7 separate regions of the Mus musculus genome follow, and all the other regions are linked to region 6. Evidence: chromatin contacts called from public Hi-C, HiCAR-type, HiChIP or PLAC-seq and promoter capture Hi-C data. All regions are on one chromosome and are shown on one strand. The core of a region is the stretch at or near the end of the contact, and the rest is flanking DNA. Distances in the headings are between cores, read along the strand shown.

The links. Promoter capture Hi-C pulls out the DNA fragments that hold promoters and counts their contacts. A called contact is a pair of places that touch in the nucleus more often than the background predicts. HiCAR-type assays count read pairs that join an accessible place to other places. HiChIP or PLAC-seq counts read pairs in DNA pulled down with a chosen protein or histone mark.
Region 1: a contact with region 6 is called in an H3K4me3 HiChIP or PLAC-seq map of craniofacial prominence, with 6 times the contacts expected there. The contact joins the enhancer-like site here to the promoter of Fgf9 in region 6. A contact is called at or near these places in 5 of 39 promoter capture datasets (cranial neural crest, frontonasal cranial neural crest, hippocampal neurons and 2 more) and 7 of 115 datasets of contacts at active chromatin or transcription factors (SST interneurons, T-cell acute lymphoblastic leukemia, craniofacial prominence and 4 more).
Region 2: an H3K4me3 HiChIP or PLAC-seq map of embryonic stem cells shows a contact between it and region 6, with 6 times the contacts expected there. The contact joins the promoter of Gjb2 here to the promoter of Fgf9 in region 6. A contact is called at or near these places in 1 of 39 promoter capture datasets (embryonic stem cells), 5 of 484 Hi-C or Micro-C datasets (all in embryonic stem cells) and 1 of 115 datasets of contacts at active chromatin or transcription factors (embryonic stem cells).
Region 3: a HiCAR-type map of kidney shows a contact between it and region 6, with 5 times the contacts expected there. The contact joins the enhancer-like site here to the promoter of Fgf9 in region 6. A contact is called at or near these places in 8 of 39 promoter capture datasets (cancer-associated fibroblasts, cranial neural crest, embryonic stem cells and 4 more), 9 of 484 Hi-C or Micro-C datasets (cerebral cortex, cortical neurons, myocytes and 3 more), 19 of 115 datasets of contacts at active chromatin or transcription factors (PVALB interneurons, SST interneurons, VIP interneurons and 14 more) and 4 of 9 other capture datasets (adipose tissue, embryonic stem cells, liver and 1 more).
Region 4: an H3K27ac HiChIP or PLAC-seq map of SST interneurons shows a contact between it and region 6, with 15 times the contacts expected there. The contact joins the enhancer-like site here to the promoter of Fgf9 in region 6. A contact is called at or near these places in 3 of 39 promoter capture datasets (the C10 cell line, cranial neural crest and hippocampal neurons), 1 of 484 Hi-C or Micro-C datasets (uterus), 12 of 115 datasets of contacts at active chromatin or transcription factors (SST interneurons, craniofacial prominence, embryonic forebrain and 7 more) and 1 of 9 other capture datasets (embryonic stem cells).
Region 5: a contact with region 6 is called in a promoter capture Hi-C map of embryonic stem cells, with 2.6 times the contacts expected there. The contact joins the promoter of Ift88 here to the promoter of Fgf9 in region 6. A contact is called at or near these places in 2 of 39 promoter capture datasets (embryonic stem cells and pre-B cells) and 1 of 484 Hi-C or Micro-C datasets (LSK cells).
Region 7: a Hi-C map of cerebellum shows a contact between it and region 6, with 2.6 times the contacts expected there. The contact joins the enhancer-like site here to the promoter of Fgf9 in region 6. A contact is called at or near these places in 2 of 39 promoter capture datasets (cranial neural crest and hippocampal neurons), 2 of 484 Hi-C or Micro-C datasets (cerebellar granule neurons and cerebellum) and 7 of 115 datasets of contacts at active chromatin or transcription factors (craniofacial prominence, embryonic forebrain, embryonic hindbrain and 4 more).

What each region holds. Positions count from the first base shown.
Region 1 is chr14:58,906,769-58,909,511 of GRCm38.p6, forward strand. No RefSeq gene overlaps it. Among named protein-coding and RNA genes, the nearest start is that of n-TTagt2, 90 kb to the left of the region's middle. Within about 2 kb of position 1,348, at least 6 of the 459 cell types and tissues checked have an H3K27ac peak or open chromatin away from gene starts, as enhancers often do. A contact at or near this core is called in craniofacial prominence, embryonic limb bud and second pharyngeal arch cranial neural crest, where this site is marked.
Region 2 is chr14:57,103,431-57,106,130 of GRCm38.p6, forward strand. Gjb2 (gap junction protein, beta 2) reads right to left here and starts at 1,272. Exons shown (of 2, transcript NM_008125.3): 1 at 1,039-1,272. Gm32912 (a long non-coding RNA gene) reads left to right here and starts at 1,235. Exons shown (of 5, transcript XR_383459.4): 1 at 1,235-2,700.
Region 3 is chr14:58,708,731-58,711,430 of GRCm38.p6, forward strand. No RefSeq gene overlaps it. Among named protein-coding and RNA genes, the nearest start is that of Gm25614, 60 kb to the left of the region's middle. Within about 2 kb of position 1,396, at least 10 of the 459 cell types and tissues checked have an H3K27ac peak or open chromatin away from gene starts, as enhancers often do. A contact at or near this core is called in kidney, liver and ventral hippocampal neurons, where this site is marked.
Region 4 is chr14:58,676,862-58,679,561 of GRCm38.p6, forward strand. No RefSeq gene overlaps it. Among named protein-coding and RNA genes, the nearest start is that of Gm25614, 28 kb to the left of the region's middle. Within about 2 kb of position 1,365, at least 7 of the 459 cell types and tissues checked have an H3K27ac peak or open chromatin away from gene starts, as enhancers often do. A contact at or near this core is called in SST interneurons, where this site is marked.
Region 5 is chr14:57,422,644-57,425,343 of GRCm38.p6, forward strand. It overlaps Ift88 (intraflagellar transport 88), which reads left to right and starts at 1,428. Exons shown (of 26, transcript NM_009376.2): 1 at 1,428-1,544.
Region 6 is chr14:58,071,395-58,074,094 of GRCm38.p6, forward strand. It overlaps Fgf9 (fibroblast growth factor 9), which reads left to right and starts at 1,292. Exons shown (of 3, transcript NM_013518.4): 1 at 1,292-1,938. The coding sequence starts at 1,662.
Region 7 is chr14:58,937,916-58,940,621 of GRCm38.p6, forward strand. No RefSeq gene overlaps it. Among named protein-coding and RNA genes, the nearest start is that of Gm33472, 110 kb to the right of the region's middle. Within about 2 kb of position 1,361, at least 6 of the 459 cell types and tissues checked have an H3K27ac peak or open chromatin away from gene starts, as enhancers often do. A contact at or near this core is called in cerebellar granule neurons and cerebellum, where this site is marked.

The sequences.
Region 1 (2,743 bases), core at 98-2,597, 840 kb after region 6:
GTTGCTGTGGTAAGCACCAGGTGGGGAGAAATCAAAGGGGAGGGTGGCAGGGGACTTGTTAGTGTGACAGGCTCCGCTCCACACCTGGCAGGCATGAGAGCACACATGCGCACACACCCTCTCACACACACAGATGCACGTGCATGTGAGCCAGGTACCAAAGTAATTCAAGATTTTCCTAATGGTTAGAAACATGAGTGCTTATTCTAATAAAACAAAGACAATCTAATCCAAGCAGCGGGAGAAATAAAAGCACAATATTGAGTAACTCTGTGGACCCATGATCAGTCTCCCTATAAATAACAATGGAAAAGGAATACAGTGAATTATTAACCTATACCATGAATTTCTTCGTTGTGTACTTTACTTTAAATTTGACTTTGATTTACCCTACTCTCTGCTTTTCCATAGAAAGCATGACAAGCTTGCAATCTCTTTCATTGATGTGTCAACAACTTTACTGTCTCCCATCCTGACCCAGTCTTTTTCTCCCTCTGCTAGTTCTAGGAACTGGACTCGGGGCATTGGATGTGCCACCACTTAGCGACACTGCCAGTTCTTATTTTTTAGTATTATTAAATGGCTCACTGTAAGAAGTCTTGTAATATGAATCAGGAGAGAGATTTTTAAGGAGAAAACTACTTTTGAAGATATTATTGCTTGGCAAAATTGTAGAACAGCCAAAATTGTCATTTTGAAAGTGGAGTTTATAAAAAACATCTCCAGCCATACAGTCCTAATCAGCTGAGAGATTTCCATCCTCCAACCCCATGCCAGCTGGCTTGGGTAGCCACAGTTTTTTTTTTCTTTTTTCTTTGGCAATTGGTCAAATACAACATACATTGTGAGCAGCTGGATTAACCTAACAGCCCTTATGAGAGCCCTTTCATCTGTTTTACAGAGATAGAAGGCTCCAATTTAATTATAGTCTAACTGGAAATCGTACATTTCTTTCTAATCGATAGGCTTAAATCAGAAACACGCAACTCAGATTCTAAATGCAATCTTTTAATAAGAGTGAACTCTCATACATTTATCATTTCCTTTTGTACACATATATTTTATTGTCTGATTTTTTTACTTACCTCAGTGGTTGTCTTTTCATTAAAGACTCAAAGTCACAACATGACACAGAATTAGACAGCCCTATAATGGAACACTGAAACTCTTAGCTTACCATGCAGTTGGGTTTTTTTTTTTTTTGGTTGTTTTTATTTTTTTTCTTCTGTCTGAGTTTATAATCAAAACAGTATTGGACTTTTTAAAAATTTCACAGTCACCACGATGATGGTATTTGCAGTGTTCTAAATGAGAACCATATGCTCTTCCCTAACCTATTTAGCAGTGGTGGCCAGATGTTTGAACAAATTATGAAAGACAGCTCCCAGCTTAGCCTAACAGTTAAGCCTAATGCTGGCCACTCACTTGTTCTCACAATCTGTCCTCACTTCAACTAACGGAAAAAAAACGTCTACCTTTAGCAACCTATGTGTCTGGGTCTTGTGTTTTTCCTCAAGTTCAAATGCTGACAAACATTCTGAGATGTGGGAAAAGTACCTTTAAAACATGTATGGGGAACCAGGAAGAACAACATAAGAATGAAACCCTAGCACTCAAGAGACTGAGGTGAAAGGATCATGAGTTCAAGACCAGCTTGAGCTACATAGAGAATACCAGACAAGCCTAGGCTTTTTGAGAAAGAGAGAGACAGAGACAGAGACAGAGACAGACACACAGAGAGACACGGAGACAGACAGAGAACCATAAAAACCAATAATCACTACAGAAATTTAAGTGGTAATTGACTCTTTAAAAACACATATAATTTTATGATGTGGTTGTTGTGTACCATGGAGAAGCTCATCCTATGTGATGGGCATAGCATTAAATGAAGAAAGACTACCAACAAGTTAATAAGATAAGATAGAATGCTAGAAATTTTCAAAGGAAAGAAAAATTGGGAAGGGGAGAGTGAAAGAATAATGGTGCTAGTGGTGAACTAGTGGCGACATGGTAAATTTAAACTTAACTATATGCATTAAATGTAAATAGTCAAAAATTGTAGTTAAAACAGCAGAGACCAAGGCTGGGAGATTCTCCAGTGGACAAAGTGCTGTGACAGCGTGAGAAGCAGAGTTCCCATTCCCAGAACCTACATAAATGCCAATGAACCCCTGCCCATAATTCTTACACTAAGAAGGAAGCATCGGGGATCCCCAGAGCAAGTAAGCTGCCTAGCTAGACTAGCCATATTAGTGAGCTCTGGGTTCAATTATGACCCTGCCTACCACAATGAGTAAGCTAAAAAACACCCTTGATGTCAATCTTGGACCTTCACATGCACACAAAACACTGAACATAGTTTCATTATCAGGCAACTTGTTGATCAAATCAGCAATCAAGGGTACAGGAAGATTCATCAAAATAGACCAAACAATGAGCCCGCCATCAGTTCTCAATACGTGTAAATGGATCCAAATCACACAGCTGATGTTCTCTGATGAAACGGGATAAAATTAAGAGTCAAGTGATAAAAATGGTACAGGTAAATTCAAATTTTTTTGGAAACTAAGGAAAACTTTTCTGAGTTTTTTTGTGTGTAAAATAAGAAACAGCCTGAGCTGAAGAAATGGCTCATGAATTAGTGTGAGAAGCTGATTCCATTCGCCAGCATCCATGTTAAAGCCAGGCATAGCTCTTCATTCCTGCAACTCCAGCATTGATGAATAGAGATCTCCGTGAG
Region 2 (2,700 bases), core at 22-2,521, 970 kb before region 6:
AGTAGAAGGGAGCTTCTCCATGTTTATAGTATATACTGCATATGACCCTTATTTGCCTTAAAGGATACTTCGGGGAGCTGGTGGACTGCCTCTAGATGCTGACCCCACCGCACCCTCCACCCTTCTCATAATTCACTGGCTTTGCCCATAGTTCCCAAAGGACTCCGGGGTAAGTGTAGCCATGACTGAGCCAGGCTTCTCAGGACAATCCCGTGGACCTGAGCAATGGGTCCCATTTAGGCCTACGCTCCCTTCCCTTCCATTGAGGCAGCACCAAGGGGCTGATGCAATTGTCCTAAGGGACAAGTTTCTCAGCAGCACGCCATCTGTGAACCTGTGCCTTCCCTTCCAGCTGTAACGTCCCGCCTGGACGCAAATCCTTAAAAAGCATTTAAGGAAAGAAAAAAAAAAAAAGCAATCAAAATCTCCACCCGAGTGCAGGTTGGGGTTCCCCAGCTCGCGGGAGCGGCTACGGCCGCGCGTTTTGGGCGGTCGCCCACGTCACCCCAGTGCTTTAGGTGGTAAAGGTCAGTGTCTTCCCACGGAGGCTTCCTGCTTAACAAATGAAACTGAGTTTTCCTGCTCAGCTTTCGGTTAGCTAAAAACTTTTCAATGGCGGCAGACAACGCAGCCAGGAGGCCTCGGGAAAATTCTAGCGAAGGAATACTGGCGACACGTCGCAGTCGTGCGCGGAACAGCCTGGCCCCCGCGTCCCTCCCCACCCCGCGCTGTGCGGGACCTCCCGGCTCAGGCTGTGCGCGGCGGTGAGAGCAGCCGGCTCCAACCCCGAGCCGGGCCAGACGCCTGCAGCCGAAGAAACGCGTTCACAGCTCGGGTCCCTATGCACGGGTGGCGGTGGCCCGTAGGGACCGCGCAGCGCGTTCCGGCCTCGGTTTCCCAGGACCGTGGCGGCCCGCACCCCTCCTCGCACCTCACGCGTCCCTACTGGCTGAGTCTCGCGCCCCAGCCACCGTGGGGCGTTGCGGTCGGGGGCGGGTTACACCAGTGTGACTCGGTGGCGCGGATTGGCGGTCGCACCTGTGTCCGGAGGAGCGTGCAGCGTTGGGTGGCGGGAAGCGGCGAGGCGCTGTCCCCGGTAAGGAGCAGGTCTGAAGCGGGTCCCGGGGCCGCTCCTGGGTTGGTCCGAAATGGGTCGCCGGCTGATCCTGTGCTGGTCGCCGCGGGTCCCGGTGGAGGCTGCGCTCAGTGGACTGGAGCGCCGCCGACTGGCTGCGAGTTGGGAGAGCGGAGCGCGCCGCGCGCTGCGATCCTGGACACCTGTTGGCCGCGGCGCCTTTTAACCAAAGCCCTCACCCCGCCTCTCTCACCCTGGAGCGATTGAGAAAGTTGCGGAGGAGGCGGCTCCCAGTAGCCCGCCACCCCCAGCGCCACGGGCGGGGCTCTCCGGGCACCCAGAGCCGTCAGGGCCCGCCGAGTCGCGAGCTCTCCTGGAGCCTAGGTCACTCCCCACCCCACTCCGCCCCACCCCACCCCCAGCTCTCTTTGAGCTCAAGGCTCTTCCAGTGTCCTGTCCCGAGCGCAGCCTGAACAGAGCTGGTAGACCTGTGTCTTCACCCAGGACGCAGGTCGCAAAGCTCCAAGTCCCAGCTACTCGCTTTTGGGGGATTGGGTGATGTTGAAAGAGAGTTGATGTTGCTCTTACTACTCTCACTAGTGGAAAGTGTGCTGTTATATTCGAAGCTTCGCTGTAGTAATATTATATATACTTGTGTGTGTGTGTGTGTGTGTGTGTGTGTGTGTGTGTGCGTGTTAGATAAACGGACGGTACAGTTTTGTGTTGGCCTGCAGCTTCCAGTAGCGCACAGGAGACTCCTCTCCCGTAGTGCAGTGAGCTGAGGCATCTAGAATTCGGGTTCAAGGCAGACTAACAGAGGGCGCCGCCAGGGCTGGCCAAATTCTGGCTTCTATTTCTTTGAATTCCCGATTTAATTCGATCACTTTGAACAGGGTGCCAGTGGCTAGGACAGAAGAAGATGTAGAGGTGCGTCTCCAGGGCTGGCCTGGAAGTGGACTTGTCACAGTCTCTGGAGGGTTCTCTGCCTGTGCCCCCGCTCTCTGTGTCCTCTTTTCCACAACTGAAAGCATTGCAAGGAAGGGGCACCCAGATTCTGCCGGTGCAGGGGATGCGGAAGGGGGGGGGGAGCAGAAGAGGTTAGGCAAGCCCATCCCTCTTGGAGTCCAGGATGCTGGGAAGACCTGGGCAGCCTGCATCTACCTCTCTCCGCCAAGCTGTTCGTGGGTTTTGAGGGCTCGGTGTTCCACATTGCTTGGCTGTCTGGATAGTTTTGAGAGGAGTTACGGTGGACATTCACAAGAGCTAGCTACGCTTTGGGATACCTAGGCCAGCTAGCTTCACCTTACTACTTGCAACCCGAGTCCTACAGCTGCCAGGTTTGGAATGAAAACGGCACATCCCCACAAAGTTCCTTCAGATTAGCTTTACACGCAGTGAAGAGACTGATTCATTCTGACAAGGCCCGTCTGGTCGAAGGATTGGCTTTCAATGAAAGGACCATGGCTGAAGGTACATGCTTTCCCTGTAAAGCTGGCACATTGCCGCGGGCAGACCTGACTGCTCTTGCTTGGGCAGAGGAAGGTTGCACGCTCGCTTGCTACTACCCCCACCTCCTTTCTAACTGTAAGTCTTAGTCTAAGAGGGAGTGTCTCTAAGGAAGAGAG
Region 3 (2,700 bases), core at 146-2,645, 640 kb after region 6:
GGGTAACCAATAGGCAATGATGTATAGGTCACAAAAAGATTCTTTGACCCAAGCAAGCAGTGAGTGACATGTTACATAGAAGCCTTTTGTTTTTAAATGTTCTGAGCCTTTGCGTAATGAAAAGAAATGAGTTTCATTTGTGAAACTCAGAGTTCTACAGACTTACCAAGTCACAGACATCTGCCATTTGTAGGCATATCTCCAGCTAACTTTTACAGTAACATTATTTCTATACCAAAGAAACTCTGTAGTGTTCCAAAGAAACTACTTACAAAAGGATTTGGGGTAAAGGACCATTGAAAAGTGCTTCCTTTGCTGCTCCAGTGTGCTCATGTAGTCACTCATCCACGAGAATTCTTTCCTGCTATGTATGAGGCATGTGTCATAGCCTAGGGATCCAATGATTGGATCCTGAGCATAAGGTGTGTAACTAGCACTTGTCTCTGTGAATACAGGGTGAGATTAACACAGTCTTGACCATCAGGAAGGATTTTTTAATGAAGTGTCCTTTAAGTCAAGATCCAAACGATAAAAATACACTTTGAGGCCTATTTATAGCTGAGACCAAGAAGCAGCCTAGGAGAAGTTGAATGATCCCAGCAGGGTTTGAGCACAGAATATAAGAAACAAAAGGTGACTTGAAGACAAGTCAGTAGTCACTGTGCTGCAAAGTAGAGGTCTGAAATCATTGACTTTTCTCTTCTACTACACAGGGCAGCAAGGTTTTTAACAGGACTTTGTACCAGTGACTCTGAGGTCTAGGGTTTACCGGGTCACATGTTGCCTAGTGAATACTAGGTAATGTTTTTGTTAAATTGATGCAGTTAAATAAGTTGAAGACAGTAAACTTTTGTCAGGAACATTCCAGTGGGAGAAGTCACTGCTCTTGAGTGTATTTCGATCTACTGTTTCTTCATTTATTTAGTATGCCACCTTGGAGGAAACCAGGAAGGCCAGACACAGGCATGATAGTGATTTGCCGTCTTTCCTGACAGAGCCACAGGCCAGAGCTACTGTCTCAGGAAATGGGAACAGCCCTTCCCGACACAGTGGGGAATATGTCTTTGAGCTTTTGAGTTACTTGAAGTGTCAGGATCATTTATTTTTTTCAGAATATGCAATATCAAAAAAAGAGTGGCAAAATGGAGAGAAAAATCCAAAAGAAGAGAAATAGTAGACACTGCAGACTTGTTTCCACGTCACCGGCCAATAAACGATGTCTAGACTCTGTCCGTCACTGCCATCTGGAGAGATCGCCTGTTCTTACATAATAAGTGAATCAAAGACAAACAATCACACACGTGGGAGAAGCAGCAGGCTCTTTGCATTTGCCTCCCTTAGGAAGGCTTTGCCAAGAGGAAGGCAACTCTTCCAGCTCAGCCAACCAACACTTTGTGCAAATTGCTTCAGTTCCCAGCTATCGAACCCTTCTGACCAGCCAAGCCATTTCTGAATAGCTCAACACTTCTTACTTTGGCCCAGACCCAAGGCTTTCCTGAACACTGAGAATTCATATGAAGAAGATTATATAAACTTTCCATGACTATTTTTTTTTTCTGAGCTTGAAACCAAAGTAATATTTGAGCATTCTGCTATCTAGGGTGAGTATTTCTGAGTAACTGGTCAGGCTTTTACATGGGATGGGAATACAGGTTTACTTGAGGATGTAAGACAGTAGAGAGAGCTCGGTCCTTAGGGAACTATCACATAAATGAACAAAGCAAGAACAATGGTTCTAATGGGAGAGAATGTCCGACCTCTGCCTCGGCTCTCTACAGCTCCTTACCCTTTGCTTAGATGACACTTTTTCTTCTTTAGCTTTCTCTTTGCTGCTCAATTCTTGTCCCCAATTTTGATCCCTGAATCCTTTACAGGATAAAGGCATTGTTAGAATAAAAGAAGCAGGAGGAAGTGATACTTCAGACTGGTTAGCAAGGAGGGTTTCTGGAATCCTCCACAGCGATTTATGTTCCTTCCCTAAATCATTAGATATTTGAGAAGAAATCAAGCCGTTGGTTTGGGGACTTATTGACTTGTTTTCTCAAGGCAGTATCTCAGGCAGTAGCCCAGATTAGCCTTGAATTCTCACAAAGTTAGACTGCTCTCAAACGTCTGTGTATTCCAGATCGCCTCAAACTTGGAACTTCCCTCCCTTAGCCTCCTGAGTGCTGAGATTACAGACATGTGACACCAAACCTGGAATAAAAAAAACAAAAACAAAAACAAAAAACAAAAAACAAAAACTTTTTTGAAGCAGTTGTGACATGCTGTGGTTGCTAGACCAACATTTATGATTGATCTGGGGCCTTTGGAGCATGGTGTTCATGAGCTCACACAATGAGTTGAGGACTTCATGCTCCCAAATGGCTGTAACCAACAGCAAGTTGGGAGGAAGAGTTATTTTTAACCTTACAGTAGGGCAGGGACTTAGGGCAGGGACCTGGAGGCAGGAACTGAAGCAGAGACTGTGGAGAAATACTGCTTCCTGGCTTGCTCAGTTTGATTTTGTTTACATCTCAAGTCCATCTGTCCCACTCTGGGATGGACCCTTCCACATTAGTCATCAATGAAGAAAATACCTCCATGGGTTCATCTTCCAGCCATTATGATAGGCTATTTTCTCAATTAAGGTTCTCTATTCTCAGGTGGCTCTACTGTGTGTAAAGTTGATAGAAAATCAACCAGTATAGGCTTCCTCTA
Region 4 (2,700 bases), core at 115-2,614, 610 kb after region 6:
TTTCACTAGATGGTAATTGACACAGAGACTCACAACTTGACAATGTATAGAGATTGGATGTGCTCAGCTGCAAATGGTATGCCTTTACCACACCCCTTAATCTTCAGGGTTCAGGGATCTATGTGGAAGAGGGGGAAGAAAATTCTAAGAACTACAGGTGGTAGATGATTTTAAAGGAACAACACTTTCCAGATACAACAGGGCAAATGCACATATAAATATCCAGAGACTGTGACAACACAAACAGGACCTGTACACGCTCAAGACATGTGTGATGCCCTGCACCAAAATCAGCCTTGTCTCACTTCACTATAAAAACATTGTACACCCCAAATACAGAGTTTCTCTCCTACAATGTCACTCTGGATAGACATGAGTGTCATTTATCTCTCCATGCTCCAGTGTGGCCTGGGCCTTGGGGAACTGGTACTATTAACATGGTGTTCATTGTTTGCAGCAAAAACAATCACATTGTTTGTCTTTGACTTCAGGGTTTCCTGATTTGTTCTTTTTTTCCCCCCCAGAACAATCACGTAATCATGTCAGAATAACGTGCCAGCTTACGGTAGAATGAGTATCACAGACCTGTCACAAGTTGGGCATGACATGAGTGGCTCTTGTTACCTAATCAGAGTGCTCTGGTGATTTGGCCTGTGTGTAGACGAGGGGCACCACACTATTTCTTTGTATAGGATGAGGGAGCTAACATTTAACCTCAGGCAGGAAAATATGGCTCCCTCATTCAGTACTGTGCGTTTTCTGGTTCTGCCTGTGTAACCTAGCGAGAATTTCTCCCTGCTTATAGAAGTTCAGCATTTTGCCAGATCACCCCACGCCCAAAGTGATGTAGATGAAATCGGCCATTTAGACATTTCTTTTCACTTTGAAGGCTGATCATCTATTTATTTGTCCCACGTTCTCACCGCCCTTGCCGCTCATGCTTCCCTTCCTTCTCCCTTAGTTTACAGAAAACCTAAAACCCCTAAAACCGCCCTCTTTTGTTTTTCTCTAGTTTATCTTTGTTTGCTTGGGTTTTCTGAGCAGCAATCATTTCTCTTTGTGTCCACCACCCTTTCATAATGTTCTAGCTCTTCTGCTCATTCCTTTATTTTCTCATCAAAGAACTGGGGAAATTTAAAGAGACCCCCCCCACACACACACACATAGCTGATCTCCCAAGACTAACATTTCTCTGTGTATAAAGATACTCTTTTCTGATGCTGAGAGATGGGGCTTTAATACCTTCCTCACTCATGACCCTGCTGACTCAGATGACATCTGCTCTGACTGATGCCTGCTTCACTCTCTTTGCTTTTACCGGATCGCAGTTACGCCTGCCCTGCTGTGATTGTGAAAGGGAATATCCTGTGTGTGTCTGTGTGTCTGCTGGCTGTGTGAAGGAGACCCATGCAGCACGGATGCCCAGAGGAATGTTAGGCTGCGCTTGGGCATGTTTATTTTGGAATGTCGTTCCCAATCAAATCTAACATTTATAACCAGCTTTCCTCCGTGGCTTTCTGGGCCACGGTTTAAATGTCCAAGAATAAACACGTCAGCTGTAGATGGAAGATTATGGCAGCAACTACGGAAGATTGCCATCTTGTCAGCTGCTTACAACCCTGTCTGTGGGCTGCGGGAGAGAGCAGATATGTAGAATGGGCTATAGGACATAGGATGTTATAATCATTCAAGTACCCTGTCTGTCAGAATAGGACAACCACTGAGAATGTGACTTGAAGCCAGAAAGCTTTAAAGAAATTTCTCCAAACCACCAGTGTCTGGAGTCTCTGAGTATTATGTTTTCCAGTGGAGATATGCTAGGCAGTTATGAAAGCCTGTGGTCATACTGTCCTGGGCTCGCACATGCTATCAGGGGTGCCTGGTTGCAGGCTGAGGGAGCGCTTAGGTTCTGGTTTGCCTTTTACGTGTGGAATATTTTTGACAGATGAATGCACCCAGCTTGCTGACACATTCCCTGGATACATTAAAAAAAAAGTCACAATGTCAGGAATCATTTGCCAGTGTCTTCAAGAGATATGAACTTAAAGCAGCACTCATATTCAGGAAGTCAGTGGAAGCTGTCATCCAGCCAAATGAAGGATGTCCCACCGAGTTGGGTTCATAGAATTAAGTGACTGATGCGACATGACGCTCTCTACACTGGCATGCGGTAATTCTTCAAGAAATGCAGCCCACTCTGTCCTCTCTACTGCTGGGCAGTCTGTGATTCTGGATAAAGAGTGTCTGGGAAAAGACTTGATGCAAACAAATCAAACGGTGTTGAGTCCTTAGCACAAAATCTGCCTCAAAGTTATATCTCCAGCTTGGGCTTTCTCAGGGTAGCCCCACAATTTTCCAGATCCTCTCACAGACACATGATAGAAGAGCAGTTTAGAGGTTTAAAAAGGAAGCTGCAGCCTAGCGTGTGGTGACCTTGGCAAGAACACGTCTTGATGTGCTCACAGCCTATCCTGCTCCCAGGCTGTGATCTCAGGGACCCAGAGAGGAACAGCTGCGGACACAGACAGGGGGATCAATGCCATGGTCATGGATCTCATTAATTTCCCTATCTTTGCAGGGTAGAGTTTCAAACCCAGATGCCCTTCGTAGGCAGAGCACCCAATGCATTGCACAGTGAAGTGGTGGCTTGGGCTAACCTGCTTTTTTATTTTGCCTCTATGTGAGCAGTCTGGAGGGAGA
Region 5 (2,700 bases), core at 178-2,677, 650 kb before region 6:
AGGCATCTGACACCTGATGTGTTCTCCCTCAAACCTGTTTTTCCTTTAGTGTTCTTCATGTTCACACATGGAACTCTTTCACTCCATACCCACTTCATGGGACTCAGGCTTGTCTGCTACCCATCCCACTTTATATGTAACTAATTACATATGTTGACAGTTTATTTGATAATTAGTGTGGGAACAAATAAGAAAATATGTTGCCTGATGAACCTTTATTTTAACAAAAACATAATGTCTTCTTCTCAGACAAGGACTGGGTACCCTGAATGTACAGTCATTTAAAAAAAAAAAAAGTTCAGTGCTGGACAATGGTGGCACACACCTTTAATCCCAGCACCAAGGAGTTTGAGGCTAGGCTGGTGTACAGAGAGCTCCAGGACATCCAGGGCTACACAGAGAAACCCCGTCTCAAAAGACAAGCAAACAAACAAACAAAAAAAAAAAAAGAAAAAAGAAAAAAGAAAAAGAAAAAGATTGACTCTAGTATTTATCTTTCTTTTTTGAAGTGCAGTAACTTGTGATTCCAGTATTTTTTCTTTCTATATTGAAGTGCAGTAACTTAAAATATCCCCATGATGTTCACTAATTAACGTAACAACTACTTATTGACACACAGTTGCCAGATACTGTCAGTTACTGTACGATATACCCCACTTGCAAGGTAACCTTCTGAATGCTGATACAACACACCTGGATCAGAGATAAAGAGGTTTAGTCTTCAAAACACACCAAGTAGCCCGAACCTGACCAATCTAATAGTTTGTCCCCTACATCTGTCCCCACCCCCATCCGTGGGAGGCTAAGGTGGATGTTACATATTCAATGACTTTCTGACACAACTGAACAATAAAGGTTAGTAAACTTCAGTTTTTTTATAACGGGCTTCAAGTCAACATGCCCAACATTTGCTCCGGAAAGAAATATTATTTTGTCTTTAAGACAGGGTGTCCCCTGCTGGTCTTGTACTCCTGAGCGTCATCTCTACTCCCATTGCAGATGTGCGTCATCATAGCTGGCATTACATTACCTTTACTTTTTAATTTTCAGATTAAATTTATTTAGAGAGAACCCAGACAGGATTAATATGACAAATTTATGGGACGACGCGTACAATTCTACGCAATGTTCCACAGAAAACAGTCTTCCAAGGTTCCCAAGCCGCGTAGTGGCTCTGGGACACATTCTATTCATCCGGGCCATCTTGCTCTGGTCTCCAGCTTTGGGGATGGCTGCCTCGGGGTTCACTCGACCTTGGTTTCCTTCTTGTGATTACTCCTACACCTGTAGCATCTCCTGGACCACCATAAACATTGGGCCAGCCTCGAGAATCACTCCGCTGTTGGCGGACCACAGGTCCCAGCAGCCCTGCACTTCCGGTCACGAGCTTCCGGCCTCGCCCACGCGGCGCGGAGGCCTGTGGGAGCGGCTTCCTTGGAGTCGCGCCTGGCAACGGCTGGGCGTCCCGCTCTGGCCTGCCTAGGATCAGGCGTCGCTTCTTCCCTCGGCCCACTCGTGGTCAGCCCGCTCCTCCTCGGCGCGAGGTAGGAGAAGCGCCCGGCCCCTCGCGGCCACCCTCCCTGCTGCCCTCTCCCTGCCCCGTGCGTGAGCGGCGGCGGGGTCGCGAGGGCAGGCGGGCTGGCGGCGCCCAAGCCCGGCTCCTGGCGACTGCGCTTCCGTAGCCAACACTTGGATGGTGCTCCTCTCAGGGGGTGGACTTCCCGCTCCACCCGGCACGGCTACCCGGGCTAATGTCACACGGCTTGGCGATGCCATGGCAGCAGTGAAACTTTTAGAGTTTCACAGTAGGTTACAGCGAACATTTCTAATACTTGCATCCGGTGAAGCTTTGATTACCTAGTAATCGGGAGTAAAAGCAAAAGTACAGAAAAGAATGAATAAATCACAGTCTTATAAAGATAAAAACATATCTTCTGGGAATTGATTCTAGGACACCCAGTTTCCCTGGATACCAAAGTTCCCAGGTGCTCTTTCACATATATACGATGGTATATTTGTATTGTATATAAGCCATTTTCCCATTTTTGTTATCTTAGACTGTTTATTGCTCTATAATTAATTGTTATGCCTAATTGTTCAGGGAATAATGAAAAGCACGCTCGGGAGGCTGGGGGCGGGGGGGGGGGGGGGGAGCCTGTGCATGTTCAGTTCAGATAAAAAATTTCTCCCAAATGTTTTCAGTTTCTAGTTGGTTGAATCTAAGGATGCACAGACAAAAGATATCTGACTACTGTTTTCCCAAAAGCCTAAAATTCCACTTTTCCTTTTTATCTTCAACTCTGGTTGGTAACTTTGGAGAAACTACAATAGGCATTTTGAGTGTGAACTGTATCAAGGTAGAAGTATATAAAAAGGACTTTGCCATGTAAAATAGTTTCACTGGCAATATTGAAGTGACAGCATCCCAAATTATTTTTGAACCACCTTGGAGAATATAGAAATACTGAGTTGTATTATTTCTTAGCCATTCATAGTTGTTAGTAAAGGATAATTCATTTACTATTTCCTAGCCTTGCTTTCTACATCTTTAAAATTTTGTGTATTCCACTATTGGTCTGTCTCCCAGGTGTGTGTGTGTGTAAATCTGGTTAAAAGCCAGAAGAAAGGTCTAGTTCTAAAAGCTGATTGTTTCAATACCTTATGAATAAACGAAAGTGAGATCAGAAGAGTTTGTAAGGA
Region 6 (2,700 bases), core at 42-2,541:
ACTCGAGCCTTTCACTTCCAGGCAAAGTAGAGCTCAAGGTGGCAAAGCCCGTCCTGAGTAGCTTTGTTTGGGGGCGAGAGAGAACTCATTGGAACCTTCTCCCTGAAGACGCACACTCAGATCTGGGGCGTGAGTCGAACTCAAGGACAGGGGCTGTTTTCAGGCGCCCTGGGTGCCCTTTGCTCCTAGCCGCGGGAACCTGGGGGGAGGCAGGACCCGAACAACTCAAAGATGCGAACCAGAATTCCCTTAACAAACCCGAGTGTGGGCCCACCAGTGTGTGTGTTTTGTGTGTGTGTGTGTGTGTGTGTGTGTGTGTGTGTGTGTGTGTGTGTGAGGGAGAGAGAGAGAGAGAGAGTGAGAGAGAGGGAGAGAGAGAGAGAAGAATCTGACTCACACCCAACTGTCTTACCTGCAATATTGTTTGCGCGTCTGTAAGTCTGGCTGTAGAATGAAAGAGAAACTGCCCTGTCCAACCAAGCTCCCTACACCAACCCTTCCCTCCCAGTCTATTTTATAATGCGACGCAAGGTTACAGAGTCCGCGCGAAAACTGCTTTCTCAGTTCCCCTCTGACCCTGCGTCTCTAGCAAGCTAGATTTCTTGTGGCCGAATGTCTTCGGGCTGCTGCTTCCCGTCTCTGGCACCGCGTCTCCGGCGTCTCTAAAGCCGGGTTTCCTAGGTCGTCCTCCCGGAGAAGTCCCGCGCTCTGCCCGCCTGTGCCCGGCCTGCGGCAGAGCGGCTCGAGCGTCAGGGCGGGCGCTAGGACCGGGCGGAGCGGGGCGGCCGCCGCGCTACCTTAAACCCGGCCCAATGCCGCCGCCTGCGCCACTCTGCGCGCCGGCGGGGGCTGCGCAGGAGGAGCGCTCCGCGGCCACGGCGCTGCGCGGCCCGCGCGGCGACACCTGTTCGCGGCAGCCCGGGCAGCACGCGAGCTCCGGGACGCGGTCCTCGCCCGCCGCTTGCCGCTCGCCTCACTGCAAGCCGCTGGACCTCCGCAGAGCCTCTGCAGCGTTCTGGATACTAGCTTTGGACGCCGAAAGTTTTTTCCCCCTTCTTTTTGTTATATTATCTTTATTTTTTGGAGGAGGGACTGGGAGGAGAGATTTGTCGCCGCCGCCAACGTGAGATTTTTTTTTTCCCCTTGAAGGATTCATGCTGATGTCTGCAGAGTCGGTTAGAGAGTAAAAACAGCGCATGCCTTTCTGGAGTCAGGATCCGTAAATTCTGACGTAGCCCGAGCATCTTAAAAATCCCTGTAATATCGCCCAGGCACTTACGTTGCTATGGTCATTCTGATCTCTAAGCAAATGGAGAAACTACGGATTTTTTTCCCTTATTACGGTCGGATGGGATGAAGACCTTTCTGCCTGCTGAGAGTCGAGGCTCCATATGTAGCGATGCATAGCTGTGTTGATCAATGTCAGTGTGTGAGTATAAAGTGGTGGCTTCTTAGACTATCAGTGGTTTGACCTTGAACCTGTGCCAGAGAAACAGCCGATTACTTTTATTTATGCATCGGATGGATTGAAGAAAAGAACCCTTTTTCCCTCTCTGTCTGCAACTGCGGCAAGGGAGGGGAGTTGGATATACCTCGCCTAGTGTCTCCTGGTTGATACCATCATTATTGTTTATTCTTGTGCTTAAAAGCCGAGTCCTCTGATGGCTCCCTTAGGTGAAGTTGGGAGCTATTTCGGTGTGCAGGACGCGGTACCGTTCGGGAACGTACCGGTGTTGCCGGTGGACAGTCCGGTGTTGCTAAGTGACCACCTGGGTCAGTCCGAAGCAGGGGGGCTGCCCCGGGGCCCCGCAGTCACGGACTTGGATCATTTAAAGGGGATTCTCAGGCGGAGGCAGCTGTACTGCAGGACTGGATTTCATTTAGAGATCTTCCCCAACGGTACTATCCAGGGAACCAGGAAAGACCACAGCCGCTTCGGTAGGTATGCCTTTAACCCCTCACTGTCCACGCGCTGACACGGTCAGATTATTAACTACCAGAAAGGTGGTGGTTAGGCGGGGATGCTCGAAGGGCTATATTCTCATATTCATAACCCCTGCCCCCCACATCTTTGAGTATCTTGCCAGCCCAGGGAGGGGAAAAAGCCTCCGGAATTGCAGATCTGCGTCTGGCATTGGTGCAACTTCACCCTCAGAAGGCCCTTCTTTTCTTTTTCTTCTTCTTTATTTTTCTTAAAGGAGGGTGTGTGAGTGTGAGTATGAATATAACCCAAAGCCCAAGTTTTTTCATTTGATATGTGAGACGATAAGGTTTAAGAAGTTTCTTTTTAAACGGACCCATTTCCATTAGTTTAAAGCTTTAACCACTAAGAACTTTAAACTGCATCCAGTTTCCTGTAGGTAGCTGGTATCTTGCTCAAATTAAGTTTTTTTTTCTCCCTTCCCTTTTCCTCTAATAAGCATTCTGCCTGAATTGTAAATTAAGCGTGTCGTTTATTCCCGGTGGCTGGTCTGAAATCTCTCAGGCAAAGATTGCTGGGTGATCTGGGGGAAGCACTGAAGTCGTGTTTTAGATCCGAAACATCCGGGGCAGAAGCCCCTGGGGAAACTGACCCGAGTGGGGGCGGAAATCCCACTAGGGGTGCCGGCTCTTCCATCCGTTGGTTCCCAACCTCCGCTTTTTAATTTCCACAGCGTGTAGCCTTGTGTGGGTTTCCTGAGTGGCTTTCTGGTGTGAGTG
Region 7 (2,706 bases), core at 111-2,610, 870 kb after region 6:
CACCAGGCGGACAATGGGGGTCATTTCACAGATACAAGCCGGTAATTAGAGGTGACTGCCTCTGGCTGTGTGCATGCTGGGGGGGAGCACTGTCTGGCTATGGTCCAGGGGTGCTCGGCCTGGAGAGGGTTTGAGTGGTGGGGGCGGGGATTTAGTCACACTCCCTGAAGCTCAAGTGAATAGCACCAGCAGAATTTGAGAAGCCTTCTTGGGTTTTTTGCAACACTGCTGTGCAGAAACTTCCCTACCATCCTTGAATTTTAAACAGTAAGGCAACACTACTATGAAAGGTACATGCTCTTTTCAAGAGACATGTTGTTGCCATGCTAGTATTCCTCTAGGGGGAGCTGTTGGGTTCAACTTCCTGAGAAGCCAAGACAGGTCCAGAAATTTTAGAGTTGGAGGCAGATAAAACGTGTTGCCAAAATCAGTGCAGGCAGTGCAAACACAGATCTGAGAAGATCTGGTCCTCAGGATCCCCTCCCCTGGAGGATGGACCATGATAGTGTGCTCCCAACCTCTACCCGTTCATGGATGTTCTCTTCTCTGTCAAGCTGGAGGACCTGTCTCTCAGCACTGCTCTCGGGATGGACTTGGCGGATCAGCTACTGAAGCAAATCTTTTGACCTCAACTATGATCTTGTTGCCTGGATGAACACATCCTGACCACCCCCAATGTAGGGTCTGAGCTCTGAATCAGACAAGAGCTGCTCAGTGCCCATTCCCTGGGAGCTGGGAACGAGCTTGATTTGGGGAGTTTGGCCACTGTCACCCTTTGCTTCCATAAGCCACCTCCTGACCTCAGCAAGTGTACCCTCCTGGATTTCGGTAATTCTATGGCACCCTAGCAGCGGTCTTTGCTAATCCTTTGCCTTTGGAGATGAGCCAAAACCTGGCTCAAGCTGAGGTGGATTCAGTGAATGGCTCCCCCCTGCTATTGCGTCCATTTGCATATCAATCAACGTTTTCCCAAGAAATTGGACTTTTCATTTTCACAGGAGCAGAGCAAGACAGAGCCAGGAAATAGCACACTGATAACCTTGTCTAGACTCCCAACCAAACACAAGGAGCCCCTCACATTCTAACAAATCAATAATACATCCCACACACACCTGTACTACGTTATACGGTAGTCAGCAGGGCTGTTTCAGACTTCACAAAAAACAGTTCTTTACTAGGGCAGCCTGAAGCCTGATCTAGCTTATAATCTACTCAGTGGTGACACAAACCACCCTGGAAGGTTTCCCAACTTCCCAGGTTGGTGTTATGTATCTGAGCTTCAAAGCAAGGGTGTGCACAGCCCACATTCCTGCAGGAAGTAAGGGATCTGCAGGAACAGAAATTGAAAGGCAGTTACCTGGCACCAGGCTGACACAATCTGTTCAAAGGACTGTGCACAGGCATGAGGTCAGTGGAGAGAAAGCCCAGTCAGTGAGACAGGCTTCCTCCAGCCTTGGTGGTTACCAGCTAGCCAGTGGCACCTGCCAAGCTCAGAGAGTTGCAGCATTTGAGTGTTTTGTTTTTTATCTTTGCAGGAGATTTCTATGTCACGGAGGCCAAGGACCTACATTTTTATGAAGCAACATGTTTTGAAGACGATTGTTACTAGTGACCTCTTTGCCAACTCCTTGACAGCTATCACTATGCTATTCAGAGTCAAGGCAAGAAGGAAGAGAGCACACAATATACAACTCTACTACCTGAATTTAAAAGGAGGAATCCTGCTTTCCTCTTGGGAGTAGATTTCTGTTTTTCAACTCCAAATGTTTGTCTCTATTTCAGAATTCTGCCAATATAGGTTGGATATCTGTAATCTGGAAATCTACCATCCAAATTTTTTCTCAATTCTGAATCTTTTTAAATGCAGAAAGAAAAAAAAAAAGCTACACTTGTGAAATCCCCCACCTGACATCCTTGAAAGGTCCCCCTGTAATACAAGTGGTGAATTTACCAAATAAGAGAACTATTCTAGTCTACTTTCTGTTGCTGTGATAATCATCATAATCATAACTATCTGAGGAGGAAAAGGTTTATTTTATTTTCTGTTTCCTGGTAACAGTCCATCACTAAGGGAAGCCAGAGCAGGAGCCCAAGCAAGAACTGAACCAGAAATAATGATGGAATCCCATTTTGTGGCTTGCTCCTCCTGGCTTCTTCATTTTGCTTTCTTATACAACCCACAAACATCTGTCCAGGGGTGACACTGCTCACAGTGATCTGAGCCTTCCTGTATCAATCAATAATCAAGAAATAACCTCAAAGGCGTGCCCACAAGTCAATCGAATGGAGGCATTTCCTCAGTTAAGGTTTCTTAGTCCCATGTGACTCTAGTTTATGTCAAGTTAATGAAAGTAACCAGCATGGTCATCTCATGGTTATCAGATGTGTCTAAGCTGCGCATCAAACATAAATGAGCTTCAGGTTTAGATTTTGGCTCATTCCCAAAGTACCATGCTAAAAAGATGCAAACATTCACAACTCTTAAATCAAGGCTACTTGACCTGTATTTTGAAGAGGAAGCGTTAGCCATTCTTAGTGTCATCTTACCTTTTAGATGGCTAAGAAACACTGTGTTTGAAAATATGACTCTGTGGGAATGACAATGGATATATAGATGACAACGGATGACAAGGCAATGCAGAACCCTCAAGTGATGATTTTGAACACTTCCTGACATGATACTCAATCTGAGGTGTAAACTGCTGG